2 separate regions of the Arachis hypogaea genome follow, and region 2 is linked to region 1. Evidence: chromatin contacts called from public Hi-C data. All regions are on one chromosome and are shown on one strand. The core of a region is the stretch at or near the end of the contact, and the rest is flanking DNA. Distances in the headings are between cores, read along the strand shown.

Region 1 (5,494 bases), core at 2,552-5,051:
ATTTTTTTTTTTTTGAATGAGTCAAAGTAAGGAAACATAAGCATTGCCCTTCCTAAGAATTTAACATCTCCGAAGCCTTTAATATCCCCCATTCTTGATTTCTTCTTAATTTTCTAAGTCCTCTTCCATTTACATTCTATAATCATCTTAATGGTTAATTCTTCTTCACTATTCTTTGGTGAGGAATTTACAATCCACAACTTACCGGTAAGTGCATCGGGTCGTACCAAGTAATAAACTCAGGTGAGTGAGTATCGATCCCACGAGGATTAACAGATTAAACAAACAATAGTCAATTGATTATTCTTAGTCATACAATCAAATTTTAGGGTTTCAATAGAAAATAACATAAAAACAGAGAATTAAATAAAAGCAAACTAAAATTGGTTAAGAAAATAATATGACAAAGATAGTTAAGGTGTCATAGATGTTTAAATTTTCGGATTAATATTCAATGTCAACTACCTTGATCATGAAAAGATTATATTTATGGCAAATCCCAAGTGACTAAATTTCTATTCCTAGGCAATCTGATATCTTCTAATGCAACCAACTATCAATCCCTTGATCACTTAATTACATTAGAGGGCGAAGTTCAAATTTTGATTTATAAACCACACAACCCTAAGAACCCCAAAGCATAATGCAGTTATATGTCACGTGCCACACTAAGTTCAGATAATTAAAAATTGTGAGAAATTGGTTTCAAGCTATAATTCAAATGATATAACTTTTCCAAGACTCAAATAGAATTCAAGTAGAATTATAGTTATTTTCCAATAATCACTAATCCATAGGATGAAGAACGAAATTAATTCTTTAGACAATAATCAAAACATTAATCAAGAGTAGAAGAATAAATAATTATTAATCCATCAAAGTAAATAGAGCTCCTAACCTTAACAATAGAGGATTAGTTGCCCATAGTGCAGAAAATTCCAAATCCTACTCTAATATAAAACTTAAAATTAATGAGGAGTATAAGATGGAAGAGAGGGAGAGTGTAGTGTGTGTCCTTGGGGAGGAAGGAAGTCCTCTTTTTATAGTAAAACTTCTAAGACTAACCCTAGAATTCAAATTCAAACTAAATCAAAACAAAATCAAATCTAATTAAATCAAATCTTTTCTTAATGACTCTTTGACTAACTAATGATCTTCCTTGTAATTTAAGCTTGGTGTCTTTAAATCTTCATTAATTACAAAGATTTCTCGAGTTTGGGGCTCTTGTAGGCATTTGGCGCCGCTTTTTATGCCCTTCTGCACTTCCTTACTGCTTGTCTGGCGTTTAGCACCAGTTTCTGGTGATTGGCGCCGGGACTCCCGCATGGAATGGTGATGCTGGATGCGATTTGGCGTTAAATGCCAATGTCGCGGCATTTAGCGCAGTGATGCTAGAGAAAAAGTATAAACTATTGTATATTGTTGGAAAGCTCTGAAAGTTAGCTTTCTAATGCTGCTAAAACTGCGTCAATTGGACGTCTATAGCTCAAGCTATTTTTGTTGGAGTGTGAAGAGGTCAGGGTTGATATCATCCACGAATTCTTTTTGCAGTTGTCTTTAATTCTTAGTTCCTCCTTATTCTTTTGCTTCCCTTTTCCTAAAATTTCTCTACAAGAATCATGAAACCAATTAAATCAAAATACTAATAGAAAATCCTTGAAAATCATATAATTATTAAAAAAAAAGTCACAACTTTTCTATAAGAAATTTTAATGACAAGTGCTTAAGATGCTCACGCATCATTCTTGCTTCTAATTCAAGATCCAACTTCCTCTTTCCAAAGTTTGATTTATCTAATTAGAGATTATATTAGATGTTGCTTGCCTCAATGTATTAATCCTTGTAGAATGATATCCACTCAATGTGCTATTACTTGTTGCAATTTGGTGCAGTTGCTAATAATACGAGCATATCAATTTTGGCTCATCAATACTCAACTAAAACTCTACGTATGTGTCCATAATAGATTCACCTTGTAGCCAAATTTTAAGTTTATCAAATTTTCTCTTACACTTCATGGTCCATTATCCAGAAACTTTCTTGGAAGCTAACGAGCACTTTGTTTATTCCCACCTCAGAGATAGCCATCCTTTTTGGATTTTCTTGGATTTCCCCACATACTTTGGATTGTATTCATGAAAACATTAAACTTTACTTTCTTTTTAGAGATGATCTTCCTGACTACATTCAAACAATTTGGTTTGTATCCTAGACTCTAATCTAGATTGAGCCTGATGGTTTTTCTTTCTATGCGATCAATACCGTGGTTTATCATCATGTTGAACATGATGAAAAGTTGGTATTGGTTGTGCTGACATGGACAATATTAGGCTAGGTCAAGGATAGAATAAACTATTTATTTTGTGGAATATGTTGGGATGGTAAACGTTTTTTGTTTTAAGATATGAGAAAATTTTGCCTAATAATAGTATGCTAGAAATAAGAGATATTGAGGGTTAGTCTTCCCTCAAAGAGCATGACATAATGCTCTAAGCTACTCTCCATTTGAGAGGAACTTTCTCTCATTTGAGAGATATGATGCATGAGTTTTTTTATTGTGTACAATGACGCATAATGGTTTTTTTTCTTGGTATACAATGACGCATGAGTTTTATTCAAGGTTGCAAAATCCAAATCAGTTAATGAACTGATAAGATAACTGGTTAAATGGTTCAATGGTCCAATCAGAATTCAATCAATTTAATTAAATATAAAATAAAATTATTAAAAATTGAATAAATGTGATTCATGATCCCTGTCTAATAGTTTCATTTTCAAAAAAAAAAACTTTTTAATTAGCAACAATTACAAACACAAACTTACACAAATTAAATACAGACAACAACAAAGTATGGATTATTGAACATAGATTTACACACAATTTCAAATCACATCAACAAACCAACAATACATGCAGCATCATAACACAAAATCAACAATTACATCTAGCATCAGAAGTTTAGAAGACAAACTCAGAAGCCAATATCCATACAATTAGACAATAAAATTAGAAATCAACAAAATTAATAATGTAACATCAATAATCAAAAAAATTATTTCAGAAGAATCAACTCAAAATCAAAAGAGCAGTGGACCGAAACAAATTAAAGGTGAAAGCAAGGTCCCTACTGTGAATAAGCGAGCAGTGAAACAGAGGTGACGATTTAGAGAGACATTCATGGTGAGAGTGAGAAAGAGCGAGGAAGGAAAGTGACGGCGACGACAATTGAGAACGATGAGAGGAGAAGAGAGTAGGAGACCTTCCTACGACGGCAACGAGAGGAGGAATGATGAGAAGTGGGATGGTGGCTGCGGGTTGCGTTTGAACTTTCGTCGAATAGAACTTCAACATGCGACGCGACACCCATAGTTTGTTCCCAGACAAGAAGAGTTCGGTGATGACTTTGAAGAGGAATGGTGGCTACAACTGTGTTCGAACTTCGAACTTCCAAGGAGATTTGGAGGCTAGGGTTCTTCACTCTCCAACGTTCAAAGTTCAAGGAAAAAGAGAGGGGTGGCATGGTAGTATTGGGCTAGGATTCTTCAATCTTTAGGGTTTTTTTTTTAATAAAATAGTAACGTTTTTTAGTGTATGCCCCGAACCGAAAACTCTTAACAAATTCGGCGATGTCGATGGTTCACCAGTTAACCGCCGATTAAGTCGGTCCTTTAGTCAGCTTTTGGCTAGATAGTTTTTGGGATCAACCAAACTGAGCATATGACTGATTTCCAATTAATCTAGTTAAACCCATCGGTTCGGTTCGATTTTATTTTATTTTGAGTCTTACACATGACACAACACACACCCACTCACACAACACACACTACTACTACTAGTATAGGTTCTATATTCCTCATTGAGGATTCAAACCTAGGTGCAGCTCCTAGTGAGGCACAACTCCTAGTGAGGCAGGTGATGCTGCCATTGATTCAGGGCTTCGGTGGTTTGATAAAAAAAACTATGTTTTTTTTTTTTTTTGTTTCTTGAAAACTGTGGTTTTATTACACACAATAATATTTTGTTGCATCAGCGCGTATGTCGCTTATTTCCCTCCACCTCTTAGTTTGGGGTTTTCTTGAGTTGTCCTCGTCAATCACAGGCCCACGAAGCCCAACAGGGTGGAACACCGTTACGCCAAGGAGTTGGCTAGCGCTGAACCAAGCTAGCCGTTGGAGATGGACTCCTGCCACTCCTGCGAAGCTGGCCCCTACGGTAACCACGTGTACATGCGCGATTCAATCATGTGGGATCTTAAATTTTCTTGCTAAACCAAACTGACAGAAGCGCACAAGAAGTCATCATTGTTTAGGGGTTTTGGATTTGGGTCTTTGGGAAGTCGTGGTGTTGGTGGGCGTGTTCTGTGCTTCGTCATAATCGTAATTATAATCGGAGAATCAGAAGCAGTAATTGGTGACCGACATGGCACACAACCTATTCGAGGGATTGCCTCCACCTCAACACCATGATGATCCTGAACCGCCGCAGCGACAACAAAAACCGCATCTCAATTTTCCCAGCACCGCTAACAACGACACGGAATCCTCTCAAGTTGCAGCAGCAGCACCACCATCGAAGCCAATTCTCAAGAGTGCCCTCAAGCGCCCAAACCATACTCCGTCTGACACTCAAGGTTACTTCAATTTCTCTTACCTTCTTAACTCAATTGTTTGTTTTACGTCGGCAATCACTGCTTTTTAGTTTAACATTTTGTTTATGTATTTATTTATTACTGGGAAGCATATAACCCTAGGATTAGGGTTTCCTTCGAATCGGGGTTAAGAGGGAAAAAAAAGGCCTTTCGTTTAGACTCTGTTTGGGAGATATATTTGTGATGGCAAATTGGTAAGTAATGGAATGGAATAGAAAAGAAGAGAATGGATTGTTATATGTATGCCGCACCGGCACACCCTTGTTTGGGGACTTCCATGGCTGGTGATGGAATAGAAAAGATAATATGCTATTTCCCTTATTTTCGACGGCAAAGTGAGGTTCTGTAAGACATTCTTGACCATTCCATTCCTTGCTGACCGAGAAACACATTCTATAAACGTTTCCAAAACTTGCCATGCATCCAAACAGTGTCTTAGTTTACCTGGTTTAGGAAAAATAGGCATTGAATTAATCAAGTGCAAGATGCTAAAAGATAGTAAGTACTCATTTTACGTTCAATTTGACTGCTAAATTCATCTAACGTGACCTGTCTTGTTTGCTCTTTCAGTAATATTAGTGTAAAGCTTTTAGCATATAGAGTCTAGTAGACCATAGTTCTGATCAGCTTATGATAACAGTAAAGTCTTAGTTTTCTTTATGCAGTGTTTGAACCTGAGGCGTTGCTTAGTGGAACAATACATGTTTTGTTTTTTATTATGAAGTATGAAAAGTTTAGGTTGATTCATGATTGCGAAAGTCTGAAAGTTATCCATGTATATGCTGTATAAATCACTTTAGGTTGTTTTATCTAACTATATGAAGACCTTGGTTTGTGGTGTTGCA
Region 2 (5,216 bases), core at 1,199-3,698, 310 kb before region 1:
GGTCTTTTCTTGGGATATTGAAGAGGAGGCTCGAACGATAAAGAAGTAGGTGGGGGTGACAAGGTCTGACACTAGGATGGCCAGAAGAAGTGGCGACTGACATGCGCTGTGGTGGGCTGGTTGCGGGTTGGATGCAATGGTGGCGCTAGTGATTCTCTCGACAGCAGTGAAACTCAAGACAGAGAAGGAAGGAGCCAATGGAAAGGAAAGAGGTGTGGCGTGTGAGGCAAAGGAGTTAGGTCTCTCTAAAGTCTAACATAAAAAGAAGATGAATGTTCCATTGATTTTAGGTCCAACTTTAAATATTGCAGCCCATTTGAACTAATTTTATATTACTGCTTTAAATATATTCTTTTTGTTTTGGATTGATGGATTGATTTTTTATCATTAGGATCGAGGAAGAATTTTAACTTGTTTTTTAGCAGTGAAATAGAAACTGTTATTTTAATATTAATTTTTTTAAATGTAATTTGCATTTATTTTTTCGGATTAATAATTTTTCTTTTCTACAACCTTGAAGGCAAGGTTATTTTTGAAAGAAAAGATAATGTTAGAATTAATATTTGGCCTATAGCTCAATTAAAAAATTATGTTATAAATAAGAATATGATGTAATAATTTAGATATGCATAATGTAATTAGAAACACTGATTCTCCTCTTGGTCTTAATTCTAGGGATATCTATTTTATTATTTCTAATTTCTATCTAGTTCTCTCTATTTCTTGATACATTATCGTATCATTGGATTAGGCCAAATTAATTTTTAGTATTTTAAATCTTCATGTCATCTCTAAATTTTTGCTTTTTGTAAAAATAATTTTGTACCTATATTTAAAAAATTGAAAGCAACAATTTTTACTTATTTTTTTATTTTGTTTAAGTATAAATAAATAAATTCAAAATTATTTTTTTATAAAAAATTAAAAAAATTAAATCCTAAATATTTCCATATCCTATATATAATATTTTAAATAAAATACATTTACATATATTTGGATAAAAAATTATATTACATAATAATATTTTAAATAGAAGTAGTTAATAAGTTTTTAATTTTTAATAAAACAACCTATTCATTCGTCAAATGATAAATAAAATTTAATTATTTATATTTTAAATAAAATTAAATATTAAAAATATTTAAAAAAAAATCATAATACTAAGGTAAAAAATATATATTTTACCTTTCATTATATTACATTTGCTGTAGCGGTCTCTTTTCCTAGTCAGCGAATATCACTAACACTTTTTAATTGCATCAGAATGGTTACATTTCGTGAGAAATTTAAGTAATCATATAAAAGGGAGAAAAAGTAAATCTTATTTAGATTAGAGGAGTGTTAGGCCAATAAATTTTATAATTTGTAGTTATTAGTTAGTTATTATTAGTATTTTTAATGGTATAAAATTATATTTAATAATATAAAATTATTTATTTACTTTTAATTAAATACTGATCAAATTTTAATAAAATTGTTACTCCATAAATTTTTTCTTTAAATATTTTAAATTTGAGCATACGTTCTGTCCCTCCATTGTTTAATTGGAATGACTTGGAAAGTCCCAAAGTCCAGTGCATCCCAGCTAAACCTTGTCAAAGGCGTAAATCAAGGTACCCATGCATGAACCACTCATCTCTCTCCCAAAGGCCATGGCAAGCATTGACATTCACGACGAAAAATGTTTTCTATTTTTTGTTGTATATTTCTTTAGTATCGTATATTTTTTCCTTTTACACACTATTGTTCTGATATTATAAAATATTTTATATAATTATTCATTTATATTATTTTTATATAATTATTTAAATTATTAATATAAAAAAAGTTATTTTTATTAATATAATAATATATGTGTGTAACTTATCTACACTAATAATGTATTAACATTAAATTCTTTTTAATATATATTATAAATATTTTTATATTATTAATATATTAAAAATTAAATTTCCCAAAAAAAAGAAATAAAACAAAAAAAAAAGGTGTAATTATCAATGTTTTTAGAGCACATATTAAATATATTAAATGTGCTGTAAAAGTATAGGAAAATGTCTCATATACATAAAGCTATGTTTTAGAATTTAATATATAAGATAAAAATGAGTTTAAATAATATGGTGAGTTCTATGGTGTGATTGGTCTCTTTGTTATGGTGCCTAAATTACCTAACTTATTTTTTAAAGTAAAAAATAAAATATTTAAAATAAAATGTAAATCATGTAAAATTTATTAAATATTATTTATTTACCCTTTTTAGTAACTTAGGTATAATGTGATGTGATAGGCACCATAGCATTCACCAAATAATATATTTCATTTATGATTATGGTATTGGTTATGGTTATTGTTAATGAAAACTGAAATGCCTGCTGTTTTCTCTCCTTGTCTCTTTGTCCCTGTTTTCCCTTTATAATGCCAAAGAAGGCTCGTATATGCTCATCATCAAAAGAATCAAAGTACTAAACTTTTGCCAACATTTCACTCAAAAAGGGTTAACCATCCTCCAAAATAAACCCATAAGCACTTTGGACAGATAATATTAGTCCAAAGTCCAAAATTCAACAACTTGGCAACATTCAAAGCTGCAATTTTTCCACAGCAAATAAAGGCAAGAAGAACACACTCCTGAACTCTCAAACATTAATCACATGGTATGAGAAACGCAAACAATCACACACAAGAAAAAGACATATACCAGTAACAAGTATCAAACAAAAAACATGATCCCTGCTTGTTTCAGCCAACCCAACACACCATCAAGCTCACGTACTTCCCAACAGTTACAAAACGTTGTAACACGCATATACCAAACACAACTTTGCAATAACAACAATAACACAACGTACCTCACTCTAAGCTGGTCAAGAACACTTTTTTCTCATTCTTTAACCATTTTTGCACCACAGATATTCTCCATAATCATACCTCTAAGGCCACCAACTTTCCCATTCTTCAGAACAAGACCAGGATCGAAATCCATCTACCTCCCCGGGCGGAAACACAAGCCATCACAGAAGATCAAGATTTACTGGGACTTCTCCAATGCAAGATTCTTCCAGAACCATGCTGAGCCAGAGTCATGCTTCTACCTAGCAATATGGTGCAATGGAAGGCTTGAATTCTTTCTTGGTGATCTCATTCAGAATCAACAAGCACCCTGTGATCAGGTTCTGCTTTCCAGAAGAGAGCATGTGTTTGGAACAATGAGTTATGTGTCAAGGGGTGTGTTCTTGGGTTCTAAACATGAGATAGAGATTGAGTGCATCAATAATGAAGGGGTGTTAAGAGTGAAAGTGGACGGTGAAGTTTGCTTGCTTGTGAAGAGGCTTGCATGGAAGTTCAGAGGGAATGAGAAGATCTTCATTGATGGAGTAGAAGTTGAGTTCTATTGGGATGTGCTGCGTTGGGTGGTTAATAATAGCAATGGTGGAAATGGGAATAAACATGGCCATGGTGTGTTTGTGTTTCAAGTTGGTGACGGTGCTGTATGGCCTGAAATGGTGGGTCCAGAGAAAAGGTTGATGAGGAAGAGCTTGCCCGGAAGCACTACGGTGGGGGCACCGTCGGTGCTGCCATCGCTGTCGCCCGCGTCGAGTTCAGGAGTGTTGCAGTGGGCAGAGGAGAGTAGTGATGGAGGGCGGAGCTCATGTTCTTCATCAACAAGGTCTTGTGGTGGTAATGGTAATGGTAATGGTAATGGTGGTGGGTTCTCTTTGTTGCTCTATGCTTGGAGAATAGAATAAAATTTCAAATTTGGAACTTTAGTTGAATGTGAACTGTGATCAATGAGTTTGAACTTCTCATGTATTATTTCAATGAATGAAACAAGTTTCCATGGGATTTTGACCTTGAATGTATTCACATTAGATTGCAGATTCATTTTTATCTTCTTAATCTGTTTCTGTTCCTTGTTATATATGTTGCTTTTGAAAATCTTTTGACATGTTTTAAAGAAATATATTTGGATATGACAGACCAAAATTTCAAACCAACATATGCTAGGAATAAGAGTATCTGGTTTATTCATTTCTTGAACCAAAACAGCATAGTAGAACTTCATGGCTCTGTGTTTTATGGGACAACTTCCAATTTGTATACTTTAGAATATAATGGAATGGAAAAACTCAACTATCTAACACCTGTAATTTTCTTTCCCTCAAAGTTAGATACAACAAAACAAGATAAGAATAAATAGCATCAAATCTTGATCATTCTACCTTTTCCGATGAAATTAAACATATATTCCATATCATATCATTTCATTTCATTCTACTATTCTATTCATCATTAAATATCCAATCATAACCTATGATAACATGTACATTATAATTAATGATAATGAGTTTCATAATAGGGTTCTAGCTATTGCATTCCAACGAGAATATTATACATGATTGATGAATTTTGAGGGGGAGCTAAAATCACAATATTCTTGGGTTTAAGGATTGACTTTGACTCGTGAGAAATCCTAATTTCAAAAGTCACATTCACTAATCATGATTCACAAGGCTTTAAAGTCCAAACCAGAAGCCAGAAGACTGTTCACACTATGTAAAGTGAAAATATAAAACAAGCAGCACTACCATTCCCACCTTGGATTCTCATATTCAATAATATACCATAGCACTGTCATAGACTCATAGACCCCACTTCAGACTTTATCATCATAGAGGATGAAGGATACAGGTAGAAAAGGTACCCCTAACTTTCCTATAAAACATGCCAATGGTCGAGATTCTCAACAAATTAACTTTCCATTTTAACATTAAAGCAGCAGCAGGTCATAGAATTTTAAGAATAAATAAATAAAAATATACATGAAAGATTTTGGGGGAACAAAATTACATACCAACTATTTGTAAATATAAAAGTACATCTCAGAGACTGTTTTTTATAGACAAAAATGTCATGCTATTAGTAAGAGTTTGATATTCGTATCTTTGGTGAGCTTTTTTGTCCATCCAAAACAATCTTTGAGATATATTTGATATTTACGAATCTTAGTGTCAAAATTTTAATATATTGAATTGGTATGCAGAAAAGTCATCAAGTTCTATCATTTAACTGCGTACTGTATACTAAACTTTCAGTCCAGTAATTTTTTTGTGAAAATACCTGTAATTTAATCATAAATAGTAGTAAATTGCTTATTGAAACAAATTTCTTATCAGTCCTGCTTTCTAGTAAGGATGGATAGGAACTAGAGCAGCAAT

What was found. A called contact is a pair of places that touch in the nucleus more often than the background predicts.
Region 2: a contact with region 1 is called in a Hi-C map of an unstated tissue, with 4 times the contacts expected there. The contact joins the promoter of LOC112777033 here to the promoter of LOC112775689 in region 1. A contact is called at or near these places in 3 of 8 Hi-C or Micro-C datasets (leaf and an unstated tissue).

What each region holds. Positions count from the first base shown.
Region 1 is chr19:56,822,072-56,827,565 of arahy.Tifrunner.gnm2.J5K5, reverse strand. LOC112775689 reads left to right here and starts at 3,801. Exons shown (of 5, transcript XM_025819507.3): 1 at 3,801-4,631. The coding sequence starts at 4,421.
Region 2 is chr19:57,130,366-57,135,581 of arahy.Tifrunner.gnm2.J5K5, reverse strand. It overlaps LOC112777033, which reads left to right and starts at 2,448. Exons shown (of 1, transcript XM_025821313.3): 1 at 2,448-3,852. The coding sequence starts at 2,724. The coding sequence ends at 3,746.